Regions from separate parts of the Bombyx mori genome. Here region 1 is linked to region 2. Evidence: chromatin contacts called from public Hi-C data. All regions are on one chromosome and are shown on one strand. The core of a region is the stretch at or near the end of the contact, and the rest is flanking DNA. Distances in the headings are between cores, read along the strand shown.

Evidence for each region. A called contact is a pair of places that touch in the nucleus more often than the background predicts.
Region 1: a contact with region 2 is called in a Hi-C map of whole pupa, with 1.6 times the contacts expected there. The contact joins two enhancer-like sites. A contact is called at or near these places in 2 of 7 Hi-C or Micro-C datasets (both in whole pupa).

What each region holds. Positions count from the first base shown.
Region 1 is chr3:3,240,830-3,243,529 of ASM3026992v2, forward strand. LOC101741433 reads right to left here. Exons shown (of 12, transcript XM_004926267.5): 10 at 2,227-2,356; 11 at 1,372-1,546; 12 at 1-729. The coding sequence ends at 1,372. Among protein-coding and RNA genes, the nearest start is that of LOC101741433, 9.2 kb to the right of the region's middle. Within about 2 kb of position 1,407, at least 3 of the 8 cell types and tissues checked have open chromatin away from gene starts, as enhancers often do.
Region 2 is chr3:3,205,395-3,208,094 of ASM3026992v2, forward strand. No RefSeq gene overlaps it. Among protein-coding and RNA genes, the nearest start is that of LOC101737397, 18 kb to the right of the region's middle. Within about 2 kb of position 1,382, at least 3 of the 8 cell types and tissues checked have open chromatin away from gene starts, as enhancers often do.

The DNA.
Region 1 (2,700 bases), core at 157-2,656, 35 kb after region 2:
TAAACAACAGAAAGCAATGTTTACGAACATTTTCATTTATATCAGCCTCAGCCTTTCCCAAAGTGGGCGATAACGCCCCTTTGTGGACGCTGCAGGCGTAAAGGAGGGCGGTAAGACACCCAGAAAAAAAAAGGGGCGTTGTGTAGAGGCTTTGGAGGTGATTTGTGACTTCATCTAGGAGGACTCTTACACACCGAATGAGCTATAGTAGTTTTTAAGTAGATTAAAAAAAGGGGGCGCTAAAAAATATTTTTTGTGTACAAAGTGGGCAGAAGACAAAATAAGTTTGGGAACCCCTGACTTATATCCACTTAGGTACCTTCGCGTACTACAGCTAAGCGTCTCAAAATATCACAAGCCGAGTACAATCAATGAGAAAAGTGTTAGACTAAAAAAAGAAGATGCTCTATAAGATAATTGTGGTTTTTTGTCTGGCAAAGGCAATTCGGCGCTGATTTATTCCTTGACAACAAAAACTGACAATCTGATCGTTTTTCTTTAAAATATATTAGTCACTACCAGTAATACTGCATTTTCGTTAAAACAAAAAAGAACACATATTAACATTCGTAAACGTTTCTCCTCCTTTAGATCCAAGTTTATCAAAAGTGAGTACCTCATTCACTGCGACGTCTAGTTGAATTTAACATCATAGTTCAAGCTTCGTAGAGATGCATTAATCAAACCATGAATGTTTTTGTATAACTTGTGATGATGCCTCGAGTAGTTCTGAAAATAATAAGAAGAGGACTTAATCTTTGAGCACCACATATCTACGGCGACGCTGGACTATACAAGCCTCATTTTTAGAAGCGAAAAAGGAAGTTTATGTCGTGTGCTTAAATGGGATATAAAAAACGAGGCCGTTAGCGCAGAAGTTCGCATGGAGATAATGAGGTTTAAATTTACTTTTACACTACTTTGTAGGCAAAAACAATATTTACAAATCCATCTGTTATTTATGTGTGAAACTATGCGTATGCCGGTTTTGCATCAAAATTTATTTATGTTTTAAATAAATTGCAGTATAGTATAAGCATGAATATGAAAATTGCGGTCTAGGCCACTTATGCGCTGACGACCTCAAATATGGTGCTGACGCTTTGGAGGCTGTACATAATACTCTCCCACGCTGGTGTTGCCATTATAGAATTCTATAAACTAATCGGATTTTTTTTTATTGCCTTTGTACGCAGACGAGCATACGGCCCACCTGATGGTAAGTGGTCACCGTCGCTCATGGACGTCAGCAATGCCAGGGGCAGAGCCAAGCCGCTGCCTACCATTGCACTAAAATGTTAACTAGAAAGCGAATAGCGCGATTGGGCAAACGTTCATATCGTATCCCAGCACTGGGCCGGTGCGCGTTACCTAGTTGGCCCAGGCCATGACGACCTTCGAGAAGGGCACGAAGACGGCGGTGTGTCGCGGCGCCGCCAGGAAGTAGCGGCGGTCCCGCACCGTGCCGTCGTTGTGCGGAGGCCCCGCGCACTGGAGCTCCGCCCCCACCGTCACGGAGGACGCGCCGCCCGCTATACCCACGTACCTGTACACGAACACTGAATATAACAAAAATCCGTTCCCAACAGTCGATCATAACGTGACTATGGTCACTCAGCTCCAGTCTACCCGCAAATAATATGTGCTCATCATCATCCTCTTGTCCTTATTTATACTGTTACGCGCTGGGGTTCGGGATAAATAAAATGTCACTAAAGTACAACTTAAAACTGTATTCAACACTTAGAACACTTAAACACTTCACAAACACTTTAAAACTCTCAATTCGCTTGAGGTGATCCGTTCGCTGTTTCGCTTCGAGTAGTTCCGATTACTTACTGACTGCGTACCATCCCTGCAACGCTTTTATAGTCGATACCTCATCCCTAGAATTATCGACAATATTCCACACATCTCTAGTCTTGTTTCCGATATCTGAAAATAGATGGCGTTGTACCTCTCGAGCGTTCTAGGTGCTGGTGCTCGTTTGACTATTCGGCGATAGATGGAGTTACTCTTACCGGCATAACAGTATTATAATTTATCGTTTCTACGGTCTATTAGGGTTATAAGCCGTTTGTTTGTTTGTACTGCTGAGAAGGTTCGTGCGTGCGTGACCTCGACCTGTTGTTGTCCGCCTTTACTCCACGTTTTATTGCACAATACTATTCCTTCGTGTGTTGCCTGGGGGAGATGGGAGGGGGAGGTGCGAGGGGAGGTACTCACCGGACGCGTCCGACGGCGACCCGTCCCTGCGGGGTGATGAACTTGACGGCGTGCCCCAGACGCAGCTCGCGCGGCTCGGCGGGGATGTAGGGGCGGCCGCTCGGGGGGCGCGGCTCGCTCGCTCGCGACACTGAAACGCAACGAGTTTACACGTGTTCTCGACATCCGCCCTGGGACAGAATTACAGATGACTAAGCTTCCTAGGCTCATCTCAAAAATGTAATAAAAATGAACCCGCAAAATTATAATTTGCGTAATTACTGGTGGTATGACCTCTTGTGAGTCCCCACGGGTAGGTACCACCACCCTGTCTATTTCTGCCGTGAATCAGAAATGCGTTTCGGTTTGAAGGCCGGGGCAGCCGTTGTAACTATACTGAGACCTTAGAACTCATATCTCAAGGTAGGTGGCGGCATTTACGTTGTAGATGTCTATGGGCTCCTATAACTACTTAACACCCGGTGAGCCGTAAGC
Region 2 (2,700 bases), core at 132-2,631:
AGCGGCAGTAACAGTTGTCACGCTTTGCTGTGACCGCAATATTTAATCAATTTGATTTGTTTCCCTTTGTTTTTTCCTAGACAATCTAATGGCGCGACCCACTGGAGCCCATAGACATCTACAACGTAAATACGCCACCCATTAAGGTCTCAAGTATAGTTACCACGCACGGCTGCCACGCCCTTCAAACCGAAACGCATTACTGCTTTACGGCAGAAATCGGCAAGGGTGGTGGTACCTACCTCAAGAGGTCCTACCACCAGTAAGGTCTTTGCACTTCAATATTCAAATGCTCAGTGATATATCATTGACCCATGCAAAACTTTCGTGTTGTGAATTTTAATAAGTACAGCCATCTCTCTATAACACGATAGGTTAGTTCCGCGTTATAGGAAACGCGTTGTAGGAGTATTTACTTATTTTAAAATTAGGAGCATATTGTGGTTAATTTCACTCTATATGGCCGTCCATATAGAGTGAAATTGTGAATGTCCGTACATTAAGTGGGTATATTTCACTGTTTGACGGGACATCTCCCGGGGAGTCAGATACGTCCGGGTTCGGATCCTTTTTTGTGTTTGTTTCTAGTAAGGAAAAGGGAAAGGATGGAATATAACAATACCATCTCGCCCACTGCGCAAGGCAGCTGGCAGTAACTGGATGCGTAGAACCGAAAATCGAGTTCAGTGGCGAGCTTTGGGGGAGGCCTATGTCCAGCAGTGGACTGCCGCAGGCTGATGATGATGATGATCTCGCCCACTCACACACCTAAATACAGCAGAGCTGTATGACGGCGGATTCTAGCTGAAGGTCAGTCAGTCGAACCAAATCCACCGCCGACTGCGTTAAGATCTACTAACTACTGCCACTAACTAATTCTGCCTACGCAAGCAGGAAAAATCTTCCATGGACTATCGTTACTTCTCACTATGAGAAATCCGAAAACACTAATAAGACAAGATTACTGGTGGTAGGACCTCTTGGGAGTCCGCACGGGTAGGTACCACCACCCCGCCTATTTCCGCCGTGAAGCAGTAATGCGTTTCGGTTCGAAGGGTGGAGTAGCCGTTTTAACTATACTGAGACCTTAGAACTTATATCTCAAGGTGGGTGGCGCATTTACGTTGTAGATGTCTATGGGCTCCAGTAACCACTTAACACCAGGTGGGCTGTGAGCTCGTCCAACTATCTAAGCAATAAAAAAAAAAAAAAAAAAACAAGAACCAGAAGTGATCATAAATGTCTCAAAGAATATGATGACCCAGGAATCGAACATGACTCCAGCGCGCCGCTAAGGAGTAACATTGTAAGAGCGACCGGTTGGCTGTGTATCGCGTATCGCCCCGGCAAGCTGATTCTGATCATGTAGAGTATCCAGCGGCATCACCTGCACGACCTAAGGGGTTGCCGTACCTAGAAGGTCAGACGGTCTAAAGCCTACGTTTCGCCTGGAAGATTCCGTCAGTCGAGCGTTCTCGGAGTGAGACGCGTATCTAGTTGCAGTGTTAACCGCGGTAACTCCCTCAGCCCGCTCGGGTTTTGATCTCGGGGGGATCGAACGCTGGGACGAATGCAGATGAATTATTTATTGGGTAGATCCCTAAATACCATCCTTAGCACCAACATCTGCGGATCGTTCAGAGGTCAACCTAGGAGGTTCGTTCCACAGGCCAAAAAAAGGTATCGAACCTGGACCTCGTAATACTCTAGTCAGACTAAGCCTAGTCTAGTTTACTAAGCGGTAATGTAATGCTGACTGTCAATAGAACAGAAGACCTAGAAGACATATGCACACGTAGACCGTACCATAAACTTGCCTTAGATCGTACAAATCGACTTATCCAAAAGGTGACTAATAAATCCAACGGTTGAACCCCAGTTACGAATCGACATAGAAAGGAAAAATATATTTCCTTTCTTCAAGTCCGTTTCACGATTTCAAAACCGTACTTTCCTTTGAGAACAAACGTTCCATGTAATTTTAGTGTGTAAACGTTTTGATATTATTCTCTAACTCTACAATAGTAAGACCGTGGACACGGTGCGCCGCTTAAGGCATTACGCTCTCACTGTACAAATTATTAAATATTTACCTTTAGAAACGTTCGCGAACCGTTTACTCAAAGTTATCACTTGTGACGATGATCAGTTATGTAAATTTAACTTTAGATTTTACATCAGTAAAACGTATTAGGGAGCCCTATTATTAGTACTCAAAATGTAGAGTAGAATAGAGTAGTTGTTATTGTACACCTAAATAAAATAAAAAAAATTATTTTGCTTTCGTAAAACTTTAAATACAAAAGTGCAATGGACGATCTTATCGCTAATAGCGATAACTTCCATCAGGTATACAAAAAAATATCATAGGAAATAAATTAACCGCGCTGTATTTACCGATTGAAAAAAGAATACAGAATAATATATGATAAAGTATTAAGAAATACAGACACACACACACACACATAAATATGTATGTGTGTGTTTATTTCTCAAATTTATTAATTGCATTAATTTCGAATGTTGTGTTGTGTTGAGTATTTTACAGATTTGGCGGTAACGAACGATAACGTGAGATTAAAGCACTAAAGTGAAATACCAAATAAAGTGCAACTTATAACTTATATTTATAATGGCATTGAATGCCTGAGCGGCAGCGGTTTTGCTCATGCCGAAACAGTGGACAATGGCAAGCAGGTA